2 separate regions of the Sus scrofa genome follow, and region 1 is linked to region 2. The links are chromatin contacts, called in public HiChIP or PLAC-seq maps. All regions are on one chromosome and are shown on one strand. The core of a region is the stretch at or near the end of the contact, and the rest is flanking DNA. Distances in the headings are between cores, read along the strand shown.

Region 1 (4,859 bases), core at 1,515-4,014, 210 kb after region 2:
AAGGCATAATATGAAACAAATTTTTTTAAAATTTTATTTTTGTGTTTTTAGGGCCACGCCCATGGCATATGGAGGTTCCCAGGCTAGGGGTCGAATTGAAGCTGCAGCCATCGGCCTACACCAGAACCACAGCAACTCAGGATCTGAGCCTCGTCTGCAACCTACACCACAGCTTACAGCAATGCTGGATCTTAACCCACTGAGCGAGGCCAGGGATCGAACCCACGTCCTCATGGACACTAGTCAGGTTCATCACCACTGAGCCACAGCAGGAACCCCCTGAAACAAATTTTTTTAATTAAATTTTTTTTTAGCAGCAGTTGGTGGTCAAAATGAAGTCAGAACACTTCCCTCCTAATTGAAACTCCCAAGGGTGATTGTGACTCAGCACAGAGAGCCCCAGGGTAGCACTGCAGTGTAAGAGTCACTGGCCTGGACCTCCTGGATCATCTGCCCCCAGCCCCTCCTTTCAACAGGGGAAGGCTTGGGGTGGGCGGGGGGCAGTGCTTGGATGCAGCTTCACCCATTTTGAGGAGCCCTGAGGTCTGAGGCTATAGAACAAAATGCGTCTCTGGGAGGAATCGGGTCCCACTGTTTGCAGCAGAGCTTAATCAGGGCTGAAAACCTCTTTCTTCCCAAAGCATATTTAACTAATCAAGCCATTGTCCCACATGCTCAAGTCAAGTGTGGAATATTTTGTTTCACTTGAGCCTGTGGTATTCTGGGGATGAGAACACTGATGGCTGCTCAAAGGGAGAAGAAGACAGCATTGTCAGAAAGAAATTACCTAATGTCATGCTGTCCCTTTTGGTGGAAAACACCCCCCGGCCCACCACCAAGCATTTACCCCACATGCTCTTCCCGGCAGCTCTGTTGGGGAGTTCTTGAAACACACTCTGCTCTGCTCCTGTCAACTTATTTTGGAGGTCTGTCCCATTTTCTTTTTTCTCCACTATCTCTGTGCCATGGCTTGTTGATACCCAGTAACTTCAGGTGCGGTGCCTTCCACAACCACAATTTTGTGTTAGAGTTTCTTTGGGGGACAAAAAAAAGAAAATTTCTGCAGCCATCTGCAGCAACCACTATTTTACAAGTATGACCTTTTATTTTTGCTTTTTCATAATAGACTTCATTTTTTAATTGCGTTTGTTCAAAACTGCCTTCTAAGGGTTGTGTATTTGGCAACGTCTGTAGCCCATGGTTTACAAAGTTCTGTTTGTAACTTTAGCCCTTTGGCCTTTGCAATCTCTGCCACCCTGCATTCTTTTCAGAGGCTTCATGGTGCAGTAGAGACTGCATTTGGGACTTAGAGCATTCTGAATTCTAGCCCCTGCTCTGCCTTGGGAAGGTTGTTTAACCTCTCTGAACCCAGGTTTCTTCACTTGCAAAGTCAGGACGATAAAGTAAAATAAAAATCCCTGCAGGGTGGTCGAGATTGAAATGAGATGATGTGTGGGAGGCTGTAGGTCAATACTTGGCACAGAGGAGATGATCCAGAAATGGTTCCACTCCTACCAGTAAGCCAGTAGGATGATTGTGGGGGCTCTGGGGAAACCGGCTTGCCGTCATCCCTTAGAAGTGCCATAGAAGGACAATGCAGTGTGTTGCTTTTGTTTCAGATGTTGATTTATTTATTTATTTTATTTTATTTTTTTACTTTAGCACCACACCCACGGCATATGGAGGTTCCCAGGATAGGGGTCAAATCAGAGCTACAGCTGACCGCCTACACCACAGCCACAGCCACAGCAACACAGGATCCTTAACCCACTGAGTGAGGCCAGGGATCAAACCCGTATCCTCAAAGATACTAGTTGGATTCGTTTCCGCTGATCCATGACAGGAATTCCAGATTTTGATTTTTTTTATACAGGCTGCCTCCAAATTGAGAGAGGGAGAGAGAGGGAGAGGGAGCGAGGGAGAAGCCGGGGCGGGGGGGGGGGGGGGGGGGGAGAGGGAGAACGCCAGCGCATTCCTGGCTCTAAATAGAATCGGGATAGAAAGTTACACTGGTTTCATTACAGAGGCAACGTTTACCTCAGTCAGAACATTCTCAGCTCTGGGTTGAGTCCCTAGATTCATTCACAGGCCCAGGACAGCTGCAGAAGAATCTGCAACAGGGCACAGTGTCTGCCTTCCCAGGCAGGTTGTGGGCCGTGTGAAGGGCCCCTGGGAGAGGAGCGGGATCTTATTCGCGCAGGGGATGCTGCGAGGTGGACAGCTGACCTGCAGGGCCGAAGGGGCCCGATCATGCAGAAAAGTCGGATTTGCTGCGGCAGGTGCTTGTAAAGGACTTGGAAAATACATCCTGTGAGGCTGGCTGCTGGTTCTCAGGGCAGGAGAGGGAAGGCGGCGAGCTGACCGAGCTGGTAGTGAGATTGGGGTCAGCCTCTGCCGTGAGGCTGAGAGAGGGCTTTTTAACAGTAAGGGAAGAAAGAAGACTGTGATAGCAGCTGTGTCGAGGGAGGGTCCTAAGAGAACGCTGAAGGATCTGCTAAGCACAGGATAACTGGGTTTCTTTCGGCGGGGGTGGGGTGGGGGGATGAATACATGCAGAGCCAGGCCTCCACTCAGGGGCTGTCAGCCACAACTCGCTTACTACAAAGGGATCAATCAGGGCAAGAAGGCCTGGAGCAGAAGAGAGGACATGGGAAGTTCGGTGTCCCAGTTACAGACTCCCCTCCCCCACCCCCTTCTGCCTGCCCGCCACCCAGAATAGCCCTGGCATCTTTATTGGGTCAGGCTGCCAATTCACGCTCATCCACTGCTTTGCTCGCCCAGCCCTGTCCCCCTGTCCTGTTCCCAGAGCTTGCAGCCTGCAAGGGACATGCAGGCCCAGACTGTTCTGTGGGTGCTCCCTCAAAGACAGCCCAGCATCAGAAGAAGAGTATTTGGGAAGGTTCAGTTCTGAGCCTCTTCCCAGTTGTAGGACTTTGGACCCTAAAGGCACTTTGCTTTCTGAGCCTCTTGATCTGCCCTGTCTACACCTCAGGAGGTTGCTGTAAAGCTCCAGTGGGCATAGATGCTCCTTGCAATTGCCAAGTTGTTCTGTGACGGGTGTTCCTGCTCCCTCCCTCAGCGCTGCCGCTGTTCCTGGGCACAGCCCTCCCACCTCTCAGAGGGTGCGCAGCAGCAGAACAAACCGGGGCCTCTACAGCCTCATCCTTCCTTGTTTTCAGCTGTGAAGAGGGGTCAGCAGGGGCCCGACGTGGGATCCAGTGCTTTTGTATGTGCCCTTGGTTAAAAACCCCGAGAGTGTTGCTTCTCATTCCTCTGTGCTGCAGAAGGCAGGCGTTGCTCTGTCGGCTCCTGTACGGCTTGTTCTACTATTCAAGGACAGAATGTCCTATCTCTGAATTACCCAGCCTGTTTCTTCTCTTCTGTCTTCTAACTGTCTGCCTTTTGGCTTTTTTCATTGCTCATTTGTATCCCTGCTTGAAATTAGCACATGGAATTGAGAATAAATAGTCATCGCAGCTGCCATGTGTGGAGCCCTTCTGTGGGGTACTGTGCTGAGTGATTTTCTGGATTAATCTCAGCCATTCTGTTTGATAAGAATGAGATAGCTAGGCTCAGAGATCATAAGCCACTTCCCAAGGTAACAGAGCTCTAAGGGGTAGAGCCAAGTTCAAACGCAGATCTGTCTGACTCCAAATCCTGTACTTTTTTTTTTTTTTTTAACAAGAGAAATAAAAGCAAGTTTATTGACATGCATACCTTGTGTACACATGGAAGCTGCCCAGGGTAAAATGACAAACTCAGGAAATTCCTGTTGTGGCTCAGCGAGTTAAGAACTTGACATAGTGTCGGTGAGGATGCAGGCCTCACTTCGTGGATTAAGCATCCACTGAGTCACAGATGCGGTCACAGATGTGGCTCAGATGTGGCATTTCTGTGGCTGTGGCATAGGCCAGCAGCTGCAGCTCTGATTCAACCCCTAGCCTGAGAACTTCCATATAACACAGGTGCAAAATCCTGTATTTTTTTTTTAATGTAAATAACTCTCTTGTTTTCTGTCTTTTTTGTGTGTTTGCTTTGAGTAGTAAAATTCCTCACACTCCTTAAGTTGCTGAAAGTAAAATGTCTAACATACCATGAGTCGGCCAGGAATATAGAGCAATGGAAACGTCTTCATAGATACAGCCACTTTATTTTATTTTATTTTATTTTTTGTCTTTTTGCTATTTCTTTGGGCCGCTCCCGTGGCATATGGAGGTTCCCAGGCTAGGGGTCGAATCGGAGCTGTAGCCACTGGCCTATGCCAGAGCTACAGCAATGCAGGATCCCCTAGCCTGGGAACCTCCATATGCCGCGGGAGCGGCCCTAGAAAAGACAAAAAGACAAAAAAACAAAAAAAAAAAGTAATTTGGAGAGTTCCGTGGTGGGTCATCAGGTTAAGAATCTAGCACTGTCACTGCTGTAGCTCTGGTCATTGCTGTGGTGCAGGTTCGATCCCTGGCTTGGGAATTTCTGTGTGCTGCAAACACAGCTCCCCCCACCAAAAAAAGCAATTAGGCAATATCTAGTAAAGCTGAAAATGCCCATCGGAAACATTCCATTCCTGGGTATATACCCCAGGGGAATTGTTGACTATGTACTTGAAGATACCTGTGCAGAAATGCCCACAACAGCACTGTGTTAAATAGAAAAGGGGGAGAAAGGAATTGACCTAGATGTCCATCAACAAAAGGACATAAATAAAACACACGCAAATAACACACACATACACACACACACTCATATACATATAAAGTGCTGTACTGAAACCTTCAGATAGTCAGTAGAGCTAAAGTTCAATAATCAAATCTAGCGCAGCATGGATAAATATAAAAAATATGTTTGTCGAGCACCCAAAAAAT
Region 2 (5,253 bases), core at 894-3,393:
TGCCGCCCTCGGACCCCCTGGTGGCCTTTAAGGTGGCTCACCACAGGGCAGGGCCTGGCCGGGCTCTTGCAGACCAGGGGCCCCGGCTCTGCAGCCCTGCTCCTTGGTGACGCCTCTCCCCTCGGCACCGGGAAACAGCCCTGTCTGGCCTGGAATCTGTTATTCTTGAGATTCAGGATTGCAAACAAGAAGGGAATGAATGCTTTGTTCATCTCGAGACTTCCTTCAAACGCTGTAGGTTAGGGAAGGCTCAGACTTCCCCCTGCGGCTCCTCAACTGTGCTTCCCTGAGCCAAACAGTCCCGGCACCTGGGAGTAAGTGGGTGCTGCACATGGCCACCTCCGAGGGGCGCACAGGGAGCCCTTAGGGGAATCTGGGCCAGCCTTCCCTGAGGCCCCAGCCTTACTTCCCATCCAGGAAGGAGTTGGCCCTAAGAAGCTGGACTCCCTGACCACGAGCTTTGGCTTTCCTGTGGGCGCTGCGACGCTGATGGATGAAGTTGGCATGGATGTAGCGAAACACGTAGCGGAAAATCTAGGCAAAATCTTTGGGGAGCGGTTTGCAGGTGGAAACCTGGACGTGCTGAAGCAGATGATATCCAAGGGCTTCCTGGGTGAGTCGCCTCAAAGAAGCATAACGAGCGCCAGTAGTGACAGAGCTCCTGAGCCCAGCAGTCACCCAAGGCCCGTGTGAAGAGTGTGTTTCCTATGGAGCCCCCTGTCACAGGGAGTTTTCGAATGATTTCCTGACCCTCTTCTCAGGCTGGGCCTGTAGCAAAAGGTAGAACCCTGACCACCTGAGGCTCTGCCATTGCCCGAGCGGTGTGCCATCAGCTGAGATGCTGCAGGAGCATCGCACCCAGGTCTCCGGGCTGTCTGGCCACCCGTGTGGAGGTAGTCAACCTCTAGGTGCGGGAGCGTGTAGCTGAGGCTCACCAGAGAGGGGCTTTCGCTCTCGGCAGAGTCGCAGCAAAATCAGCACGAGGCCTGATGAGGCACAGCTGGACATTCCACCTCACCCACATGGCCTTTCCCGCTGAGTCACACAGATTTCCAAGCTACAGGAAATGCAGGCTCTTTTTCCTTCTCCACCAGCTCTTCTGACAAATGCTAATTTCTCGGGTAGGCCAGATACACAGGTTCCGGGCCCGGGATCTGAGAGCTGGTAACGCTCCCTTTCCCTGCGTCTTTCAGGTCGCAAGTCTGGGAAGGGCTTTTACGTCTACCAGGAGGGAGTGAAGAATCGGAATGTGAATTCTGACACGGAGAGCATTTTGGCAAGTCTGAAGATACCCTCTCGGCCTGACATGTAAGTTCATTGGAGGGACTCTTGCTACGGAAGCTTATTTCCCATCAGCCGGAAGCTTCTCCAACCCCCTGTGGTCGGTTTTGTTACGATGATACCTGACCAGAGAGAACATTCTGAGGCTTGGCACTCTTTGCCCTTCCATACTCCACCTCGTTCTCTTCCAGGCACCAGGGTAAGGACTGCACCCGAGCCTTGGGAAGCCCCCTTGGGAAGCCTTCCCTCGGAGGGTCCCGGAAAGCACCTAGAAAGATGGTTTTCCTAGGCCCCTTGCAGTCAACAGCTGCTTGGTGCCGGTTTCAGGCTAATTAGGGCAAGTTAACTGGGTTTCAGGTTAATTGCTTGGAGTTTGACCAGGGCCAGCCCTCACTCCCAGTGTGCACCGGGGCTCCCACCTCCTCCCCCCCTTTGCCCCCTCTTCTACCTGAGTGTCTCTCCCTGTCGGCAGCTCTTCAGACGAAGACATCCAGTACCGCCTGGTGACCAGATTCGTGAACGAGGCTGTCCTGTGCCTGCAGGAAGGGATCTTGGCCACGCCTGCCGAGGGCGACATCGGGGCCGTCTTTGGGCTCGGCTTCCCCCCCTGTCTTGGAGGTCAGTCGGTTGGTCTTGCCCGTTGGGGAGGTGGCTCGCTTTATCCTAGGGCTTGGTTCGCTTCTCCTTCAACTGAGCCCCCTTCCTCCACTTAGGGCCCTTCCGGTTTGTGGATCTGTACGGGGCTCAGAAGGTCGTGGACCGGCTCCGGAAGTACGAGGCCATCTATGGGAAACAGTTCACGCCATGCCAGCTGCTGATTGACCATGCCAGCAGCCCAAATAAGAAGTTCTTCCAGTGAGCGAGCCTTCTCTCTGCTCACTCGCCCCCTGACACCGACAGCGGCAGCACTGGTTCTGCCCAGAGCAGCATCTGGACTCATCACAGGAACCGGGAGGAAGACAAACTCGGGCATTGGGCGTGTGCGATTAAAGTGCCTTCGGCCATGACCAGCTCTCCCTGCGGGGAAGTCTGGCTGTAAAGTAGTTTCTGCTTCATGTTGGCAGGTGGAACCCCTGTGCTCAGGAATTTACAGGCCCGATGCCCAGAGAGGCAGTGACTCTGGGCCATCCTTGCTGCCTCTTCCTCCTGGGAGCCCAGTGCTGGTGAGGGCCCTTCTGCACCCGGCCATACACTTAACAACAAAGACCCAGCTCTTTAGCAGCCTCTCTGCCTGCCTTTGTCTTGCTTTGTCTTCTGTCTTTGTCCTTCTGGTTTAACCCCCTTTCCTTCAAGGAGTGAACTGGAATAAAGCCCTGTGCTTTGGAGGTGGGAATGTATTGGAAGAGTTTGGGGTGGCACCTTAAGAAAGAAACTGTGAGGATGGAAATGGGATTTTTTTTTTTTTTTTTTTTCTTTTTAGGGCTGCGCTTGTGGCACATGCAAGTTTCCGGGCTAGGAGTTGAATCAGAGCGCAGCGGCTGCCGGCCACAGCCACAGCCGATCTGAGCCACATCTGCAACCTCTGCCACAGCTCACAGCAACGCTGGATCCTTAGCCCATTGAGTGAGGCCAGGGATTGAGCCCACATCCTCATGGATACCAGTCAGGTTCTTAACCCACTGAGCCACTATGGGAACTCTGGAAAGTGGGATTTGAGGAGACTAAAGCCTTTTAAACTGACTGTACATAAACGCCCATGGGGGAAGAGGCTCTTGCTAACCTGAGCAGACTAAGAGGTCCAGAGGACCAGCACCTAAAGGAGACTCCTCTCCCAAACTGCATGTCCTCCTTGCAGTTTTACCTTTTTTTTTTTTTTTTTTTTTTTTTTTGTCTTTTTGCTATTTCTTGGGCCGTTCCCATGGCATATGGAGGTTCCCAGGCTAGGGGTCAAATCGGAGCTGTAGCTGCCAGCCTACACCACAGCCACAGCAATGCTGGATCCTTAACCCACTGAGCAAGGCCAGGGATTGAACCCGCAACCTCACGTTTCCTAGTCGGATTCGTTAACCACTGCGCCACGACGGAACTCCAGTTTTACTGTTTTCTTGGTGTGACTTGTTCACGTGTGTATCTCAGGATGTCAGGTGAGCGGTAAGCAGTAGCGGTGACATTTTCCTGGTCAGTGTGTCCTGCCCCGAAGCAATGGAAAGTGGACGGTGCCCACATGGTGATCACGGGCAGCCCGTGGGAGCCACTGCCACCCCCACCCTGCTAGAGCCTCCACTGCTCCCCTGCCCTGCCCTCTGGTGTGGAAAGCTCCTGCCCCTGTGTTCTGGCAGCGGCAGTAGCCAATCTGAGCAAAGAGCTTCGGGGCTCCTCACTGGGTCTGGCAGGAGGATCCACACTTGAGTGTGCACAGAATCCTAACTCCGGTCCCATCACACTGTGCAATCTCAACTTTGAGATGCCACCCAGTCCCCCTGCCTCTCCTCCAGTTGCGAGTACTTCAAATAGCTCCCTGGTGCCAGCTCTGCTGTGGGGACTGGCAGGCAGGGAGCTTACCCCAGCTCAACACTCAGAGTCTGGTTGCTAGGAAGCCAGACCAAAACCAAGGCGTCTCTGAGTCAGGGCTTTCGGTGACTCAGAAGGTAGGGAATTGATCCTCTACACCAAGGCCATGAACAGGCTTCTGGGGGTGAGGGGTCTGGGCAGCCTCAAGGCAGGCGTTTAGACAGACAGGAAGTTAAACCTGGGTGGTGACTTGAACTTTGACGTGTGACCTTTCCAGCAGCAGCAGCACTAGGCAGGTGTGAAAGGTTAGTGAGAACTGAAGGTTCTTAGTAGTTTAGGGGCCCATGGGGGGGGGGGTTCAGAAGGGAACGAGGGCAGCTCTACCAGCTGTCTCTGAGGAACGAGTGGGCCCAAGCACACACCATGTCCTCGCCTGCCCTCGGGCACGGCACCACTCGGGCCCGGTGGCCTGAAAGCACGCAATTGACACCAGGATTCCACCTGCGCTGCTCTTCAGTGGTCTAGCATTTATTTCACTTGAGGATTCATTCGGTGATTGGCAAGGAAACCAAATGTCACAGCATCCCAGTTTCTGTGCTCTCCCTCCTGACTCCCCTGCCCTCGGCGCCGAGGCAGCCCACTTGGGCGTGAGCACTGGCACAGCTTTGTTACTCTTTAGGCAGAAATAGGAAATAAATATCTTGTAAGGCAGACGAGAAGGCGGGTACCCTGGCCCAGACACTAGGGATTAGAGTGGTTCTGGTAGGTGAGGACAGCCCTGAGTGCTGCCAGGTCGCTGTGCTTGAGATCCAGGCCACCAAGACCTGCTCTTGGTGAAGCAGGTGCACAAGTGCAGAAGGATGACCTCCAGGAGGGAAAAAGCAGGTTTTCCCGAAGCTACTATGCTTTTTCCTTCCTCCCCATCCCACTTGTGCCAGGGACAGAAAACCAGGGCAGGACACTGTGTGTTCACCAGAGTTAAGTGATGGGACAGAAGATGGGTGGGAATGACCGAAGGCCACCTGCCTCGAGAACCAGGGAGCAGTCGCCCTCAATCCACCTGCTCTTCCACGGAGTCTTCCTGGACTGGACCCAACAGGCAGGATGCGGGCCAGCTGCAGTGAGCTCAGGGCAGAAGCCAGGGGGCGGGAGACGTGGGGGCGCATCTGGCTCCCTAAGTAGGTCCAGAGCAGAGCTGTGCTCTTCCAAAGCCGTCGCCCACCAACCGGAACCCAGAGGTGGAGCCCCAGGTGCGGCGGCACAGGCTGGTACTCCGTGCACCTGTGTGCAGGGCCAGGGCCGCAGCACACGGTGGCGCGGAGGGAAAAGGAGGGCATCTCAGAGATAGAGGAATCGGCATCCTGATGCCGGGGCAGCTTAGGCCAAGAGCCCACAGAGCACAGAGGAGAGAGGGCACTTGAGGAATCTGTGCTTAAACAATGGCCCGAGCCTTCCCTTGTCTCCAGCCCGCACCTACGTACAAGTCGTGAAGTGCACAGTGTCAGCGCAGCACTGCGGCAG

Evidence for each region. HiChIP or PLAC-seq counts read pairs in DNA pulled down with a chosen protein or histone mark.
Region 1: an H3K27ac HiChIP or PLAC-seq map of skeletal muscle shows a contact between it and region 2. The contact joins two enhancer-like sites. A contact is called at or near these places in 2 of 2 datasets of contacts at active chromatin or transcription factors (alveolar macrophages and skeletal muscle).

The regions. Positions count from the first base shown.
Region 1 is chr3:113,004,362-113,009,220 of Sscrofa11.1, forward strand. The region is part of intron 8 of KIF3C (kinesin-like protein KIF3C); the gene reads left to right. Among named protein-coding and RNA genes, the nearest start is that of ASXL2, 38 kb to the right of the region's middle. Within about 2 kb of position 2,765, at least 24 of the 83 cell types and tissues checked have an H3K27ac peak or open chromatin away from gene starts, as enhancers often do. A contact at or near this core is called in skeletal muscle, where this site is marked.
Region 2 is chr3:112,795,123-112,800,375 of Sscrofa11.1, forward strand. HADHA (hydroxyacyl-CoA dehydrogenase/3-ketoacyl-CoA thiolase/enoyl-CoA hydratase (trifunctional protein), alpha subunit) reads left to right here. Exons shown (of 20, transcript NM_213962.2): 17 at 418-613; 18 at 1,194-1,308; 19 at 1,754-1,899; 20 at 1,995-2,505. The coding sequence ends at 2,140. GAREM2 (GRB2-associated and regulator of MAPK protein 2) reads right to left here. Exons shown (of 6, transcript XM_003125325.5): 6 at 4,228-5,253. Among named protein-coding and RNA genes, the nearest start is that of GAREM2, 20 kb to the right of the region's middle. Within about 2 kb of position 2,144, at least 15 of the 83 cell types and tissues checked have an H3K27ac peak or open chromatin away from gene starts, as enhancers often do. A contact at or near this core is called in skeletal muscle, where this site is marked.